Regions from separate parts of the Mus musculus genome. Here region 2 is linked to region 1. A link is a contact called in public Hi-C data. All regions are on one chromosome and are shown on one strand. The core of a region is the stretch at or near the end of the contact, and the rest is flanking DNA. Distances in the headings are between cores, read along the strand shown.

Region 1 (5,706 bases), core at 2,403-4,902:
TATTCAGGAGATTCTGCACATGTCAATCCCAACCACAGTGGAGGTGCTGCTGGTACTGATGCAACACTGCCCCAAAAGGCCAGTTTCTAGATTATAGCTTTGCCAAGCTTGTGGCTTGATAACAGTGCCTTAGTGGGAGGCTGAGAATACTAAGGTCAATGTAAATACAGCTTTGCTACTTGCAAGCTTGAGACCTCAGACAGGTTATGACCTTCCAAGGGCACGGTTCAAGTGGAAATAACCCAGTGACCTCTGGCATGCCTGATTGTCTTCTAAAAGTATAATAGAGATCAAGAACTGCAGGAATCCACCAGCCTGACACAAAGAATAGAGTATGCTTTTATAAATATTAACTTCTTTCTTCCTTCTTTTCCTGAACAAGAAAAGTTGTGATGTATAGAAATTGGGTAATTATATAAGAAACCCAAGACTAAATGAAAAACAGTATCTTAACGATTTGAAACAGACATGTTTTCAAAATGATCTCAGATAGATGGATTTCTCAAGGACTCTGGGAGTGAGGCTGTGACTTGGATCCCTGTTATACTTCTGCAGCCTAAATGCCAGTAACACTGTGATTGTGTTGGGATGGGCCTTTGGTTTACTGTGTAGGGCTCAAAGCCATTTGCCTTTCTGAGAAGACAAGGACATTGATTTTGATAACAGTAAATTCAGTAAATTTAGAAGCCAAGTCTTCCCCCCTTACTAAATCAATGAATTCTGAGTTACATGGATAGTTTGATAGCTGTGGAGTTTTAGGAATAAGAACCAAAAATGATAATTTTCTAACCCCTTTCATATTGTTACTTTAGAAAGTAGAGCCAGGTGGTGGTGGTGCACACCTTTAATCCCAGTGCTTGGGAGGCAGAAGCAGGCAGATTTCTGAGTTCAAGGCCAGCCAGGTCTACAGAGTGAGTTCCAGGACAGCCAGGGCTATGCAGAGAAACCCTGTCTCAAAAAACAAACAAACAACAAACAAAAAACAAGTACTTTAGAAAGTAACCTATTTGGGCTAAGGCTAGGCTTACAGCCATTTGTGCATTTCTAAGAACCAAGGCAACGAGCCTGAAGAATACACACACACAAATGCACACACACACACAAATGCACATACACACACAAATACACACACACACACACACACACACACACACACACACACACACACACACCTCTTTGAGAAGCTTACAAAGAGCCAAATTTCAAATTCTACAACGGAGTTCAGGTATAAATCATATGAATGTATAACCCAGCACCCTTGCTATAGCCTGGATGGTAGTTAAAAAAAAATCTAAGCAATGTCCTTTAGAACTTGAAAACAGTATCATTCTACATAATTAGCCTATGCACTGACCCAGTGACTTTTGAACTTTGTTGTAAATTGTGATTTTTTTTCTAGGTTTTCTGAAGTTGGGAATTAATTTGCTTCTCCCTGGGTTAGAAGCAAATTAATTTGCATATAGAAATATATGTTTCTATTTACATATAGAAATATATGTAAAATGCCAATTTTCTTATTATATTCATATATTCAATTCATAACCTAGTATTGCTTACTTCAAACTGTGCCATTACTAATGATGAGAGATAGACACTCTATTGTTTCCCGAAGAAATCCATCAAATATCAATGGGAAGCATAAGACCACAGAGGTAGCATAGATGTCTGATAAATAGCATCCTGAGAGAATTTGGTCAAACTATATTTTGAATAGTCTCACGGGGAAAACAACATTCTTGTTTCTAATGGAAACCAAAGGACTTCCGGTCTGCATCTTCCCCCTAGAGCATATCTCCATGTGATTCTCCTCCAGACTGTGTCTCTGAAAGGAACACATGCCACACGGCACATTTGATAGATACTTATCTCTCTGGATGCATCAACAGAACAAATAACATCAACCTAATCTTCTCTCAGTAAGGGTCTTGCTGGCTTTTCGCTTGTTCTTGCTCTACAAGAAGGTGGCCCAGCTATTTTCCAAAGCCATCCACTTAGCCTTGGTCAATGCACAACCTTGTTCAACAAATTCCCTTTTGTGTAACTTAGAAAAATCCAGATTCTGTTGCTTGCAACCAAAAATCCCTAAGTGTTCCATAGAACTTTGCTCTAGACTTGCCTCAAGAATACAGTCTCCCCACCAGCTAATAAGTTGGATGCTGATAGAGAAAGATCCTGGTGATTAAACAAACTCTAGAGATCCTATAATCTGATCATTTCTATCTGCAGCACACAATTTAATTATACTTGAAACTAAGGATATTGCAGCATAAAGGTTAACTGAGTCAACTTTCTCAGTAGAAGGAAGGGAAGAGAGCAGTTTCCATGGGAGCACTGGTGGTTGAGAGCTGATGGATTATTTTGACTCTAGGCAAAGAGGCATGATGTGACTAGTTGGAGCTTGCCCAGTAGGCTCATCAGGCTGGCCAGTGAGCCTCAGGGCTTTGCCTGACTCTATTTCCTCGGGTCTGGGATTACAATGCATGTCTAAGGACTGAACTCAGGTCCTCAGATCTGAAAGGTGCATGTTTTATTGATTGCACCACTTCCCCGGCCCTCAAGGTTATTTTAAAGAATGGAAAACATTATGCTCTCCACTATAAATGGCTTTTTCTGGACACTAGAATCTCTATTAGTCAAAAATGTTTGTAATGATTACATTTTCTAAGGAAAGAAAGCAAACACTGTCTACATAGTATAAAATGGATATAGAGATTCAGCATTCAAACCCACTTCTACTTCACCTTCCAAGGACTCATGGACCAGCTGCTGAGGAAGCTGGTAGCTTGAAGCTCCTTCAGCGATTGCCTCCAATATTCCCCCTTCACCCAACACCCAGTCCTCCATGGAGAGGCCAACCTACCAAGTGACAGATTGTGGTGTGGGAAATACTCGTGGCATTCTTTTCCATGCTTGATTAGCTTTATCGGGTACATTAGCTCCAGAGATCCCCAAGAGACCATCCCTGGTTGTGAAGGGGACTTTGTCTTGGAACAACCTCTTCCTTCTACCTTGTCTTTCTTCCTCCTTTGCTTTCATTTTTCAAGCTGTTGGCATTAAAGACATCTTAAACTCAGAATATGATTTCAGAGGAACACAGCCAACCACACTATATTTGACTTTATACCTTTGACATGTTTAAGAATATTGCAAGTCACCTGCCCACCCCACCACCGTTTTTGACACGTAGGAGAATTGAAGCTCCGAGAGGGAAGGAAATTGCCTGTGTGAAAACACTTAAGTGACAGATCTGGGATTAAAATCTAGTTCAGATGGACTGCAAAGATTCAATCTCCTGGGAAATTATTAATACATCTCCTTCTGGCTTGAGCAATGATCTCACCCAGAGCAAGCAGCTGGGCTCTGTGCTCTGGACCAGGTCAGAGTCACAGGGTCCACATCGCCATTTTGGTGAGTTCAGATGGGATTGCTATTCCCTTGTTTTTATTTCTGGGTGCCCATCTCTACTTGTTGAGGCACTGCCTATTGTCTAAACCTAAAAATAGAAAGCGTCCGCTTTTACACATTTTCAAAAATTTCAATGTAATTATTTTAAAATAGGCTCCGAAATTTTGTTTTCTCTCTATTGGCAACCACGGTTGCCATGGAGTTCAAGTAATAGATTGTGATGTTTAACACTGAATTAATTACTACTTCTCACTCCTAGGGAACATCTAATTATACATATTCATGCCGGGCAGGATTTGATTTTTAAGGAGAGGAGAGAGAGAGAGAGAGAGAGAGAGAGAGAGAGAGAGAGAGAGAGAGAGAGAGAGAGAGAGAGAGAGAGAGCTTTTACTATATGAGACATGCAGGGAAGGGAGAGTGTGGCCTTTAGAAGTACTTCTCTTTGTCCTTCTGTCTTTTCACTGTTTTTCTGCTAGATCTACACATGTGCAGCCCCACTGTCTTTTATCAAGCATGTCCTCCCCCCATCTGACAGCGATCCTCTTCTGTTACTTTTTTTTAACACTGGAAGGAAATTAAGTACAGCTATATCTCCTACATGTCCTTCCTCAGCCCTGACCTGGGGTCACCATGTATCACTAGGTTGTAAAGTATTCCTAGAAAAATCATCCACCTTGTAGAATCAATCAAATTGGAATAATGTTATCTATGAGTAGAGTTGATTCAAAGATTACATTAGGTGTCTGTGTGTGGCATGATGGGGGGTTGTTGCATGCACTGAAGTGTTTAGATGTGTATATCCACACACACACCCCTCCAGTCCTCCACACACATGCAAAGGTCAGAGCAGGATGCCGGGTGTCTTCCTTTATCATTCTCTGACTCATTACCTTGAGACAGAATCTCTTGCTGGAAGAGAAGCATGCTCCTTTGGCTAAGCTGGATGATCAGCAAGTACTCTGAATCTGCCTACCTCAAACTCCCACTGCTTGGGTATAGGGACGTGTAGCATGCCTGGCTTTTTGTATTGGTACTGGGGATTTGGGCACATGTCTTCATGTTTACAGAGCAAGCACTTTTACACACTGAATCATCTCCTCGGCCCCACATCAGGTTTTAAGTAAACTTGGTGGGCATTGTGCTTTTTCTCTCATATATTAAAGTAGAAGATGGGGGCCTTATCAAAATACAAATTCTAACTCAATAAGGTAGGGACACACACCCCCTCCCAAAGTTATGAGTTCCTGACAACCTCCCATCTCAAAGCAATACTGAGAATAATGAGAATTTAGATAATACTTGTGTGAATGTGCACGTGCATGCCTGTGTGTGTATCTGTGTCTGTGTTTGTGTGTGTACATGTGTGTAAAATGCATGTGAAGCTGTTGGTATCAGTCCTTAACTAGCCCTCACAGTATACCCTGTGGACAGAGGGCACAGAACTTCACCATTAGCCAAATACAGAAACTGAGGCACAGTGGAGCAATCCTATGACAGCAAAATGAATCCACTGGGCGTCTGGGCTGCTTATTGTAGCCTCCCCCCGTGAAGCTTCTATTTTTCTCCTGTGTGGGCTGTTACAATCCCTGCTGTTACTAATGGGAGTTACCCAAGCGTGTGTTGGGAAAGAACCGAGATCCTGTAGTGTTTTTATATACTCAACTAATAAAGCAATTTCATGTTTTGCTGAAAAGAAACTATTTCTTGACACGGACAGTATGACATGGAAAATTTTGTGCTTTTTGATTCACTTAGCAGATGACTATTTCTTAAACATTGAATCTGGGGGGGGGGTGTTCATTTGAAAAGAAAGCTGTAGCTCAGTCACTTAGGAGACCTGAGTGGTTAGAATTGTATAAAACGACACAGTGCGTTTAAGATCAGGAAGTAGCCCCGGCTAGAAAGAGCCAGGATTCTTACAAAACAGAAGTCGACAACATTTCAGATGTGGGTAGGCGGTGTTTGTTTTATTTATACTCTTTTCATTTAGAGGTGGTGGGAAAATGCTTTTTATTTGATGAGGGATGCTTCTGTATCCCTCGTGGGTTAAGAAGAGTGCTTCTCTCCACTGACTTCTACCGCAAAACATCAGCAACACTATTTCCCAATTTCCTAGCCTCCTGGCTTCTTTCCTGAAACTTCTGGGTTCTTCTGGCTTGATTCCTTTTCTGTTGGTCTTTGGTACCCACCCCCCCCACCACCACCACCATTTCCTTAGTTGTTGAGACTCTGGCTCTGGGCTCTGTCACTTGCATACCTTCTGTGACAAGCTAGAAAAGCAATGTTAGCTCAGCCTTCCAA
Region 2 (5,706 bases), core at 1,498-3,997, 600 kb after region 1:
AGTATTTCACACTTTTCATTGCCCTGTGCTACACTTTCTTGACAGAGACCGGCTTTGGCTCCAGAGGGTACACTGAAGCAGGCAGCTGTTGGGGCTCAGTGCTTAGAGCTGCCGATGAGGGTGAATTCAGATACCTACAGGGGCTGCTGCCAAAGGCAGCTGGCGATTAGAGACGTTACCCAGCCGGGTTTCTCTGAGGGAACAGAGATTAATTTACTGGGGCTGGCACTCCTGTGGCCAGCATAAAAATTATGAACTCTTTTAACCCCTTGGGGCCAGAGAGAAAGAGAAGGAAAGAGAAAATTCACACCTGCACACACACATAAACACACACACACCTGCTGAGTGGATGAAACAAAAGCAGAGTTCAATAACTTCATACACACAAATATACATGCATGTCACACACACACACACACACACACACACACACACACGTATACAGACCTACAGATGGACATGTACACATTTTCACATAGAATGGTTAGAGCAATCAGGTTCCAAGCATTTTACACATGCATACATAAATACATACATACACACATACATACATACACATACACCATTGGTGTGTGGAGCAAGCTCCAATACACACTCAGACAAGCTTTACATGTATACATACGTACACACACCTGATGGATGGAAGGAACAGTGTTCCAACCCAGAAGACACACAAGCCTTATACATACACATAGTCAATGTATGCCCCACCCCTCATTCACACAAACCTTACACATGTACATACACACACACACACACACACACACACACACACACAGAGTTGATAGGTGGAAGGAACAGACACACAAACCTTACACATGTACATACATACATATACACACACACACACAGAGTTGATAGGTGGAAGGAACAGACACACAAACCTTACACATGTACATACACACACACACACACACACACACACACAGAGTTGATAGGTGGAAGGAACAGACACACAAGACACACAAACCTTACACATGTACTTACATACACACACACACACACACACACACACAGAGTTGATAGGTGGAAGGAACAGACACACAAACCTTACACATACACACATAGTTGGTGGATGGGTGAAACGGCTACACTATCCATTATTCTTTCTTATATATCCCAGCAAACTCTTTTAAGCAATATACAATTACAATGTGATTATGTTTTAGTTTTCTTCTAGTGAATGATTATGAAAAACCAGTGTGTTCCCCAATACCTTTACAGGAAATAACATTACATTGTACATGTAAAGAAAACAAATTATTTTCCAAACCCACAAACATTCCTAACCAAGTAACTTGTTTTAGATTAACAACATGTAAGCAAGCAAGGCAGTTTTCTCTGCCAGTTTCTCTTACTGGCAGGCAGCAATTTGCAGTTAAAAAGAAAAGAGTAATTATCATATTTATCTTTAAAAGTAATCTTGTAAGAATCATAAAAGAGCCAGAAATCTATGTTTTTATATAAAAATCAGTCATATCTACCTTAAATCTTCAGAATGCATATCTACTCATCAGCAACTCTTAATAAATCCTATCAGGAAGCTTGGGGCAAAAAAACTGGGTTTAAGAAATCCATCATCACCAGTCCAGCCTCAGTGCAAGTCATGTCGGCCAGCACTGCCATTGTTTTTGTTCCTGACCATAAAGGGTCCCTAGCTTAACTTAATGAGCATGTGCCTTTCTGAACTTCATATTGTTCCCTAAGAGTTGAGCCAGTAGTAAAAACATCTCAACCTAGCTTCACTAACAACTTTATCTTTCCAAATGTTTTCTAAGGGTGGTGGTGGTCACTGCTGACAATCTACATGTCAAAGTTCTTCTCCAGGCCGTGATAGAACCATAACCTGCTCCAGCAGCAATGCCAGAGAGAGATCAGGCATTAGCACTGTGAGTGCCAGAGGTACTGCCCAGCGAGGGACTGGAAGCCCCTTTGAATTTTCATATAATTCTTAGATTAAGAGGGATGTGAGGGCAGCAAACAGCAGAACTCCACAACAGCATGGCGTCCTCAAGGTACATGGTATTTGGGCTTTACCACACTGAGACCCACCCGTGAGGCTGTGGTAGCCTGTGGTTTGCATTCCCTGAGTTCTAAAGCCATCTGTCGTTCCTCCTGCATGGCTCTCGGTATTTTCTTCCATAAAAGGAATGGAAGTGAGACATATCGCTCCCAGCCTTTATGAGATCTTGGTGTGTCACCCCAGTGGCCACTGCATTCTCAGGCTATGTGTCTGTTTAACTGACATGATTGCTTCATCACTAGGATCTCAGAGTATCCTTAGCAGCATCAGTTAGGCGCTTGCTATAGGACTGTCGCTGCTCTCTGCCCTTCCTGTGGACAGTGGAGGCTTCTGCTTTTCTTTCAAGGATGAGAGCACACATATATCAGTGCATACACATAAAATAGGAGCCTCCATCTAATACCCTCAGGGCATGACCACACAAATCTATCCCACCCCATAGAAAATGGTCCATGAAGTTAAAAAGATTTCGCCAAGCTCATTTCTCAGCTGATCTCTGCTTTTCCTAGAAAGAAATTAAGAGTATGTTAATGACCCACGTTTAGCCTTTCATTCATTTAGTCAGTAAAACTAAATAAAGTATTGGTAAATCTTAATTAAATAAAGACATTTTGGACCTTGAATTAATGTGTTGCCATTAGAAATCCTGCCAGGTGATGATAGCTGATCTGCATGTCGCTTTACCACCATCTGCTGTTCACCATGACTACCTTTAAAACAGGACTTGCATTCTTATTTCTCTGACTCCATCTTCAGCAACACTGTGTGTGTCTGGGGTCTGATCTCACCACGATGTCCAGCACTGTCAGGAACCCGCGGCAAAGCTCCTCAGTTTACCAGTGTTCACAGGCCTGGGTTGGAGGGCCAGCTATCAGGTCAAATGCGTCTGGGAATTGCTGTGGGTTCCATGGAGGTCTTTGAGCCACGCCTTGCCTCAGTAGATCTAAGTTTCTGAGGAGCCCCTCAGAGAGGGGTCTGCTTTACCTTTATAGAACCCAGGGTCTTACAGCTGTGTTTCCCTGTGGAACTGTTTTTAAAATAGGAAATCTACCAGTGTTTCCCAAACAACAGTGTTTGGCGCTCTGGAGACGAAGGTCACAAGACAGACACCGAGATGGTTCTGAAAACTTACTGCTCTAAACGTCACAGTGGAACAAATGTCTGCAAGTTTTATGTGGTCTCTGCTTATACATAATGTGCCACCAGATTTGTGCCTTTTCTTATATAACCAGACAAGCAGAGGACAGCAAAACAGCTGTTGTCACCCTCACTTCAAAGAGGAGTCATTTCAGAGACTAAAAATTGATCCTGTCACCAGGCCCAGTAGCAGTCCCTAGCAGGGCTCTTCAGCTAGCACCCCTAACAGCTGAGGATTAGCTCATCCCCCCGGAATAGCACTGACAGGGCACGTCCCCAAAATCTCATATTTTACCTTAAAATCTCATGCAAGAAACTGACATATTTATGAAATGACAGATGTTCAGGCTTACTCATTGTGGCAGTATTTGCAATAACCAAAGATTTAAAACAGTCCAAAACGAACAGCAATAGGAATCTTCAATCTTCAATCTTACCATGGAACATACTACTTAACATATCTACTTTAAAAAGAAGAATGGGAGAATGGGGTGTTCCCCATGTACAACATGGACAGACGTCCTAGATGTTTTGACATATGAAAAGAACCAAATACAAATATGCAATATGCTAGAAATTATCATAAGGGAGAAATGGAAAATAAGACCCCGTATTCTGAAGCTGTTCATGCATATATGAATCAGTTCTGGGAGCATCCATATTCATAAATTCCTTTTTTCTTTTTAGATTTGGTTTGAGTCTTGTTTTGTTTTGAGACAGGCCAATCAGGCTGACCTGCAATCTACCTGCTCCAACCTCCAAAACACTACAGTTAGAAGTGTGCACTGTGTGTGTGTTTGTGTGTGTGTGTGAATTGTGTATTGTGTGTGTTTGCATGTGGAATAGACAGACAGACACACAGAGACACTGAAAGAGACAGAGACAGATGGATAAGCAGAGACAGAAAGATAGACAGACAGAGACAGAAACGGAGAAGGGGGAGGACCGACCTAGGGCGTCAGCATGAGATCTGGTCTAGCCCCAGCCCTATGAGCCAGGCTTGCTGAGATGCTTCCAGTGGAGTTACAGACTCTCCTGAATCTGGGCCTCCAAACTCTGGCCCTCTTACTTACTTGCTTCAAGCACGTATCCACTGAGCCATCTCTCCATTCTCTCGCTCAGGAAACTCCCAATAGCAGCTCTGTGGTGGCGGGAATGTGTGCAAATTTGAGAAATGGAGGATGGGAATGAGGTGAGGGGTTTTGTTTTGTTTTGTTTTGTTTTGTTTTGTTGTTGTTGTTGTTTTTACAATCTACTTTTTATATGAACCATGAAGCTGTATAACCTATTAAAAATTAAATTTAAAAAACACACAAACTTTTACTCTGCTTCATGGCATATTCACATTTGCCTTAAAATAAACCTATGCTCTTTTAAATAGTATATCATTAACCTCATAAGGCCTGCATTCTGGAACACTGTATATGGTCTGGTGTGGAAGATACGCACTCAGAGCACTTTAAAGTAGGCCAGCACTCTCTAACACACTAGCTGTGAATACCTGCTTAAGGACTGCACAAGACTGGCTTAGGAAACATACTGTCACAGAGTATGGACGGGCTCACTAGGTACCCCCAGATCTATATACAGTTATCAGTCACTATAGGACAGAGAAGCACTTTCTTCAGTGGGGTGGTCACTGCTGAGCTAGTCACTGTGCTCTTAAAATAATCTCTTAGAAAGATGCTTATAAGAACTCTAATCAAATTGATTGGGTCATTAAAAAGAACAAAAGATATGAACACAGAAGGGGGATTGGAAAAGGTGGAAGACAGCGGGACTAAGAGGAGGGCAAGAGAGAGTAAAGAGGGCTCAATGTGATCAAAATACATTGTATGCATGAATGAAGTGTTATAATGAAACCCATTATTATTTTGCCTCAGAAATGACAGTTTATAGGCAACTTTAATATCTCTATGGAGTTCCTCAAAATGATTTCATAAACCAAAAGAGCTATAAATGTCTTCTATATTTCCTCAGACTAAGACTTTATTTGTAGGTGTAATGAGGCCAGAATTCAAAAGACAGACAGCGTGAGGACCAGAGGGGGGGGGGTTGGTGACTGTCACTTTAATGAATCCTGATTCCATCTCACAGGCTGTTCTCTTTGGAATCCCTTCAGAGAAATGAGCAGGCAGAGGGGCTGGCGAGGACATCAACTCGACCGCGGTATCTTGATTATTATCTCTTGGATATTCATAAGTGGCAGACAGATTCCACCTTTAGGTTTTAGTTCAGTTGTAATAATGAGTTATGAATAATTGATTGTCGTGTGATAAATTATTCAGGCAGGCACACAGTTTCTAAGGAATCCTGGAGGGAGTCTGCTTAATGGCTTAAGAGGAGCCAGAGGCAGCTGCTGAGGGGACACCCCTGCATCAGCCCTGGCTGCTGAGGTGGGGGTAGTTACAGTTAATGCCTCTCTCTGTGTGAGCCTCTCAAGGAGGAGCCATAGAAACACTTTCCGCATTTTCATGAAGTACAAATTCCCTCCGGGCACTTCTAGTGTAAGGAAGTATTAGCCCCAACCCCTTCCTCCATCAGAA

What was found. A called contact is a pair of places that touch in the nucleus more often than the background predicts.
Region 2: a Hi-C map of cortical neurons shows a contact between it and region 1, with 2.4 times the contacts expected there. The contact joins two enhancer-like sites. A contact is called at or near these places in 8 of 39 promoter capture datasets (the C10 cell line, cranial neural crest, embryonic stem cells and 4 more), 2 of 484 Hi-C or Micro-C datasets (cerebral cortex and cortical neurons), 2 of 115 datasets of contacts at active chromatin or transcription factors (embryonic forebrain and large pre-B cells) and 3 of 9 other capture datasets (embryonic stem cells, liver and pancreatic islet).

The regions. Positions count from the first base shown.
Region 1 is chr9:104,773,004-104,778,709 of GRCm38.p6, forward strand. The region is part of intron 2 of Cpne4 (copine IV); the gene reads left to right. Among named protein-coding and RNA genes, the nearest start is that of Cpne4, 210 kb to the left of the region's middle. Within about 2 kb of position 3,653, at least 12 of the 459 cell types and tissues checked have an H3K27ac peak or open chromatin away from gene starts, as enhancers often do. A contact at or near this core is called in cortical neurons, where this site is marked.
Region 2 is chr9:105,374,449-105,380,154 of GRCm38.p6, forward strand. The region is part of intron 2 of Nek11 (NIMA (never in mitosis gene a)-related expressed kinase 11); the gene reads right to left. Among named protein-coding and RNA genes, the nearest start is that of Nek11, 18 kb to the right of the region's middle. Within about 2 kb of position 2,748, at least 21 of the 459 cell types and tissues checked have an H3K27ac peak or open chromatin away from gene starts, as enhancers often do. A contact at or near this core is called in cortical neurons, where this site is marked.